Linked DNA regions of Ovis aries: region 2 is linked to region 1. A link is a contact called in public Hi-C data. All regions are on one chromosome and are shown on one strand. The core of a region is the stretch at or near the end of the contact, and the rest is flanking DNA. Distances in the headings are between cores, read along the strand shown. Region 1 holds the start of FAM219B (family with sequence similarity 219 member B). Region 2 overlaps EDC3 (enhancer of mRNA decapping 3).

Evidence for each region. Hi-C and Micro-C count contacts between places; a contact is called where the count stands out from the background.
Region 2: a Hi-C map of hypothalamus shows a contact between it and region 1, with 2.0 times the contacts expected there. The contact joins the enhancer-like site here to the promoter of FAM219B in region 1. A contact is called at or near these places in 4 of 16 Hi-C or Micro-C datasets (hypothalamus, liver and tail adipose tissue).

What each region holds. Positions count from the first base shown.
Region 1 is chr18:31,447,254-31,450,711 of ARS-UI_Ramb_v3.0, reverse strand. FAM219B (family with sequence similarity 219 member B) reads right to left here and starts at 1,491. Exons shown (of 5, transcript XM_012098686.4): 1 at 1,277-1,491; 2 at 985-1,072; 3 at 204-281. The coding sequence starts at 1,472.
Region 2 is chr18:31,708,880-31,712,337 of ARS-UI_Ramb_v3.0, reverse strand. EDC3 (enhancer of mRNA decapping 3) reads right to left here. Exons shown (of 8, transcript XM_012098695.4): 8 at 111-2,548. The coding sequence ends at 2,214. Among named protein-coding and RNA genes, the nearest start is that of CLK3, 16 kb to the left of the region's middle. Within about 2 kb of position 1,722, at least 8 of the 54 cell types and tissues checked have an H3K27ac peak or open chromatin away from gene starts, as enhancers often do. A contact at or near this core is called in hypothalamus, where this site is marked.

The DNA.
Region 1 (3,458 bases), core at 242-2,741:
CAAGGTTGGTGCTTCACATCCAAGAGCAGCAAGGTCACCTATGAGTCCTCTAAGCAAGCCATCCCGGAAGAGACAGTGCTCTGAAGCAGCAGCCCTGGAACATGCACAAAAGGTCTTGGAAGAGACAGGGAAAAAGCGAAGCAAGTCGTCTGCAATGTTATCCAAGGCACTCCCCAAGGGGTATTTCCAAGGACAGCACTTACCTGTCAGAGTCGAGGGACACCAGGTTTTCATCTGGACTCTGACTAAGAGCAGTGTAGCCCTTGTTAAACTTCACTGACCTGAGGGGAGATGGGGGAAAGACCAAGCATAGATGCAATGCCAGCATTTCACAGGGAAAGCCAGCGTCCTCGCCCTTATGGGGAAAACAAAAAAACTGACTGCACTGCTCCTGGCTTATCTGCTACCTGGACAGCCACCATTGCCTGCCGTGTATCCCGCTACAGCTCCTTAGTATGTGCACTTCCCCACACCGCTCCCCCTGCTACTTCTGAGGATAAGCACACCTCCTCTTCTAAGAATCAGGAAAAGCCCCATCTCCCCACCTTATTTAACCTGAGAACAGAAAAATCAAAGTCCTTAGGCAAATTCCTTCAACTGCCTTCGCTCAAGCCCTGGTGAAGATCCTATCCAGCCCTCAGCGCTTACCATTCTGTTAAGGAAAAAATCACAGTCCTAGCTGTTCCCACGCTGCTCTCCATCCTCAATCCTGGGGACCCCAGCCACTATGCTCCTCCCTAATTTAGACAGTGATTGACCCTAAGAACTGACAAAACTCATAACAAAGCTCTTTCCTCGACACCATCACACCCTGGAAAGGAAAGAAAAGGTCGTTCCTCTTTCCATTTTTAAACAGTGAACCCGACAGGCCGGCGTCAGGGGAATGACTAACTCGGCTTTAAACGTGGGTACTCGGTCTCCCAGCCTGAGCACTAGGGCCTACTGTGAAAACGCTTGCACAGAGGAGGTGGCGCCTGCTGAGACCTTTTCCCTGAAGAGTCGGGGCGGTTCGGCGCGGCCCCCAGCATGCCTTTTCTCCGCAGAACCGCCTTGGCCAGGTCCCGGTGCTTCTCTGGAAGTCAAAGGGCCCAGATCAGCGGGCTCCTCTCTACTCCGCCGTGTCTCCCAAACGCCAGGGGCCCGCTCTCCGAACAGATTTTCGGGTGCGGGAGCGGGCTGCATTTGCCCCTCCGGGGTCGCCCCAGCGGCGCTCCGGAGCCAGCCCGGGAACGCGGCAGCCCGCCCAAGCAGAGACCCCTCATCCGGCCGCACTCACGCAGCTTGGCCTGAATGGAAGGCGCGCGCGCCACCATGTACGGGCCCCGCTTCTCCACAGCCGCCGGGATCCGCTCCCCCAACCGGGGGGCTCCAATGCCGCTTCGCCCGGAGAGCAGCCCCGCAGCTTCTGTCCCGCTGGGCCGGGGTCCCGGGATAGAGGGCGCAGCCTGCCCGTCGGGATCCGCGGTCGCCATCGCCCGGCCACGCCCCGCCGAGTCGCGAAGCCCCGCCTTCTGGCTAACCAGCCGCCAGACGGCAGGGAGGCGGTCCCTCCTGGAGCAAGATGGCGGCGCGCAGGCGCGGGCCGTGCCCACCCGAGCTTTCTGGCCCCGCCTGCTGTGGGATTGGCACAACTGTCCCGCCTTTCCGGGGGTTAGGTTGTTTCAGTTCCTCCGTTATGGCGCTTGATTGTTTCTGGCAGTCGGCCTGAACCTGGTGATGTCAAGCCAAGTTCTATCGCTGGTCGAAAGTAAATATCAGTATTTCCGGGGAGCTGCGGCTGTGCGCCAGCACACTCAAAGCCCTGATGCCTGCGCTTTCTCCGCAGTGTCTCCGCACTGGTCCTCTCGCCACAGCCGGAGCACCCCAAGGGCGGGCCGGAGAGAGGCTGGATTGAATCGGAAAGCGAGCGGTAGGAGAAAGGGAGTTAATAACGCCCTTCTCCAGAAGATGAAACAGGTCGGAGAGAAAGGTTCAAGGACCTTGTGGAGGGCACACAACCAGAGGCAGTTCCTTGCCTGATAGATATAACACCAGACCCTCGTTATTGCCAGCACTGCGCAATGCCCGAGACCTTGGATGAGGCCTGACCCTCTCTAAGCCTCAGTTTCCACGTTTCAAAATGCAACCAACATCAGTACCTGTCTTATAGCGATAACAAAGACAAAATAGGACTTGGGAAGAAAAGCGAAAGCGCGCTGAGTTTGTGTCGGGGCACAGGACTTTCGTGGCTCTTGACTCCTCTGGTCCCCAAGGGATGTACTTTTGGCTGGCTGGAAAGTAGTTCTAGATCCTTGTAGTAATTGCCAAATCTCATGAGGCTGTCCCAAGGCTAATTTACTAGCTTTCACAGGGTAGGTCAGCAGTGCGCAACTTAACGAATCCCCAGGGCCACCCGAAGAGTGGAGAAGCACAAAGGAAAGCTAACTATTTTGATAGATTCCACCGCTGTTTTTAACTTCCAGAAACAACCATTTCATATGGTTTGACTTAATATTTAATCCTCCTGACCTCCCAGTAAAGCACTGTTACTCCCATTAAGCAAATGAGAATTAGATTTGGTCAAGTTCACCAGTAAAGTGGTAACCCTAGAATTTGAACCCAGCTCTCTGTGGACTCTGAAGAGATGGTTTTTCTCATAGTTGTCTGTTAAGTTGATGGAGACCTCACCAAGGGGCCAAAGAAAATGTGATCAAAACCCTCTTGATGTCACAAAATCTGAGGAACTTGTAGGGAAAGAGTCAGAGTGCCCTCATCCATGACACTCCTGGGTCTCCTATCCTGGGAATCCAACTAATTGCCATGTGGTTGAATATGGGCCCTGAATACAGATAACTTGCTCTGCCATTTACTGGTAAGTTATTTAACTCTTTATGTCAGTTTCTTTAACTGAGGAATGGGGATAATAATAGTACCTATCTAATAGAATTATGAGGTTAAATTGTAAAGTGCTTGGGACGGTATTAGCATATAGTAAGTGCTCAAGAAATGTTACCTCATGAAGTTTACACAGTGTTTTAAGGATTTAGTGTTTATTTTCTCAGTTGGCTTTACACGCTTCCAGGACAGACCACCTTAATGATATTTTTATCCCTTGTTTTCAGCACAAAGTCATAGTAGTACATATTTGTTTAATGAATGTCCTATTTCCCTTCTTAACTTTTAGTCTATTTAATCATAGAACTTTGGGGCTGGCAGGAATCTTACAGATTATATAGTCTAAATTCATTTTATTATGAAGAAATTGTGATTACCCAACTGCCTGGATCTGGGTGTGGCAGTTCACTTTTCCCACTTAATATACTGTATTCACTAGGAAGCTAAGAAAAATAAATAACTTCCCATTGCCCAAAGCGAATAGCAAAGATTAAAACCTAGGTTGTAAGGGGGTAAGTCTCCAGGGCAAGAACTGCTGCAGCACACAGGGCACGAAGCCTGTCTTCCTCACCCCAGCTGCTCAG
Region 2 (3,458 bases), core at 473-2,972, 260 kb before region 1:
TAACTGGCTTGTTGAGGTCAAGTGTGAGGATCAAGGCAGGTTCTCAGGGCTGGGGATCCAGTGCCTCACTGCACTGCAGCCCACACAGCAATGTACCACAGCACACAAGATTCCTGTCGTCAGCTTTATTTTAGTGCTGGTTTTTGGTTCCCCAAGAGCTGCATGAGTTTTGGCCACCTGACGGGCCCCGTGGGAGCTGGGCACTGTGGGTAGGATGCCTCTGAAAAGAGGTGAAGATGGAGGAATCATGCCATCTTTACCACCACTGGGGAAGGCCCAGGCTGAGGGCAGGAAGAGGCTCCAGTGCCACCTGGGGAGAAAATAGAGGCTTGGGCACCAACTCCCAGTGGCCCCTCAACACAAGGCCATCAGCCACAGGGTCACCATGACTCACTGGAGCAAGCAGAGTCTTCTGGGCCAGGGTTCTAGCTTGCTTTTCTCTGGACCCATTGAGGAGACCTCACCGCATTAACAGGCAGCCAGAGCCTGTTGAGTGGTTGCTTACTAAAATGCCTGTAACCCAGCATTGCTCCTCAAACTACGGCCCCACCTCTGAAGAGAGGGCCTCATTCAGGAGCTTCTCGGCCCTGAGAGTGAGCAGAGGTTCAGGAAGGATACACAGCACGGGATTCACAGTCACTGGCCTCCCTCTACTGCTGGAGACTCTCTGAGGGAGGCTGGGAGGAAAGGAGGGACCAGCCCTCTCTGCCCTGCCTAATCTGCCCCAGCTATGCTCCTATAAGGAAAGTGGTAAGTATCCTGAAACCCAGGGTACCAGGGCCTACCCTGCGTCCATGATCCTTGGCAAGCCCTTCCACTCAACCCCTTAACCATACTGGGTGGGCATAGAGCAGAAGGAAGCCTGAAGCTCTGAAAAAGGCTTTAAAGCACAAGCCTCTGCAAGGGCCCCTCTCGGGAACTTCAGGACATGGCTCCCGTTCTGCCAACTTCCAGGGACTGTGAATAGGGGCTCAGTGCCTTAGGATCTGAGCAGCACTGTGTTCCTAAGGCTGAGGCCCACCAGCTAGCTCATCCAGAACTAGCCTCATTTTGGCATCTGTGAGACAGGGTGCTGGCCCTGAGCCTATACATCTAGAGAGGACAATCAAAGGGTTCAAGGCCCAGATGCTAAAAGCTGGGGGGGTGGGAGGGACATGCGCCCACAGCTGCAAAGGACCATTTCAGGGGAAGGGCAGAGGGGGCAGGAAAGTAGGGGTCTGGGTGCAGGCAAAGAGGAGGGGGCGTGGTGGCTTAGGACAGAAGCACCAGGGAGCCTCTTCTGGTTCAGCACCAGGCTCCCCCAGGGGCCTCCCCAATACTGAACATTAAAGCTGCACCCTGAGGGGTCTGGCCCCAGACTAGGCAAAGGCTCAGTCCCCAGCTAGAGAGTATGGGATTGGGGGGCACTGCTGGCAAGATGGGCACTGTGGTTCTACAGTAACATAAGCTTATACTACCTGTGCTGAAGACAACAGAAAAACAGTTAAAAAAAAAAATCCCAATACAGTAATACCATTCAGATGCCACCCTGGCTCCCCCTTCCCTGCCTCTCAGAGTGATGGAGTGGAAAGGAGGAAGGACCCTTGGGGGGGAAAAAAAAAATCTAGCATAAAACTTGATCAGCTCAGGAGAAAGGGTCAAAGCCCCCATCATCTTAACGGTGGGGCTCGGGGAAGGCCTCAAAGCCCTCAAACTGAACCGAGAATGCAAGTCTGCCCTCTAGCGGACAGTGGCAGCGCAGCCAGTTCTACACGATCAGAGGAAGGGCCGCTTGGGTGGAGGAAGCAGGGGAGACAAAGCCACAAGCTCTGAACCAGAGCAAGCACAGACCCCCCCGAACAGGGCTGCCCCACCCCGTGAGGCGTCGGCCCAGACCCAGCGGCTGTAAACCTGACATGTACGGTCTGTGAGCTGCCTATGTCTGTAAACAAAGCCCCACCTGACCATGCAGGGGGCCGAGTGTAGAGATGCCTGGAGCCACTGTGCACTTAAGCCTGCCACTCACCCCGTGCCCCCAGCAGGGAAGCTTTCCCTGGCTCAGGGCACATGACAGGTCAGTTTTAAATATGATCTGTTCTTTCAAAGAAACAAAATGAAAAGAGAAAAAATTCAACAACAAGGTCCATGAAGCTTCACATCCTTAAGGCGTTCGCTGTCAAGTTCAGTGTCAGGAGCAGAAGGGGACTACGAGGTCCAGCCCACCCAGAGCCCTTCTAGGCAGAGTGCAGTGGGATGACAAACTTGCAGCCGAAGGGCGAGTGGTAGTTGATGCCCACCTCCTGGAAGACCTGCTGGGGAATGCCGATGTCACACAAATAGACACGGCCTGCATGCTCCCCCAGAGGCAGAGGCAGGCCCAGAGCCAGCGACCACTTGGCATCGATGCCCTGTTCACCTTCATGCACAGGAGGGTCTATGCTGAGTACTGGTGCCCGGTTCTGGTTGGCCCAGGCCACAGCTGCCTTGTACCAGGGCTGATCCCGCAGGAAGGCATTCTCGGGGCAATCCAGACAGTTGATCACCAGGTCCACAGGGCTAGTGGGCAGATCTGCAGGTGGAAAGAGTGCCATCTGTAACCCCTATAAAGCAGAGAGCAGTCCAGGCTGGGACAAGAACCTCAGTGACCCCAACCAAGAGTGTCTTATTCAGACACCACTCCAATGCCTCTGCAGAGGCCAGGCTTTTCAAGGTTGGGCTGGGACTCAGGCTCCAGGAGTTCCAAGACCTGGTTGGGCTGGGTGCTGGAGACCAAGGGTATGTCAGCCCAATGGACCACTGTCCTCGTGGAGCTCCCAGGCTGAAGCACTGTCGTGCTGGGTGAGCAGAGCTTCTCAGGACATGAGGCGCCTGCCTCCTCTGCACATCTAACTTCCTGGTAAATTATAAGCTCTGGGAAGGTGGGCTCTATTACCAAGTCAGCCTTGAGGGGGAGGATGTGACCAGGGCCCAGGAGAATTGGGCTGACTGCCATTTGCCGTCTAGCCCAAGAAGTGTGAATAGGCAAGAGCGTGCTCACTCTATACCAGTCTGGCCTGCTCCCACACTGGCCTTGCTGGTCCCCTATTATAAAAATGAGTCCTTCTTGCAGCCCAAACTTAAGAACAGGGAAGGAATCTCTCACTTCTCCCAGGTGTTTAAAAAGGCTTCTCTGCTCTCACCAAGCCTCTGGCACAGTGTAAGAACAGATGGCTCAATAAGCACGTAAGTCCTGACCAGCCTAAGAGGTTAAACTGAGACTAGCGGAAATCAGACCAAACTCAAGGGTAAACATCCTGGAGCAACTGGGATAGGAAGCCTTGTGGGCAGCTAAGGAAGAATAACTGCCTGAAAAAGGGCATCATATTACAGCTCTTAAGAGGGGGAATCCACATATGAGAACCCCTCCCCAGGTCTCAGCCTTAAGTACTAACATACCTTAATTAGAGTCTCAGAACAGGCCACCACAGGTGGGGATGGGG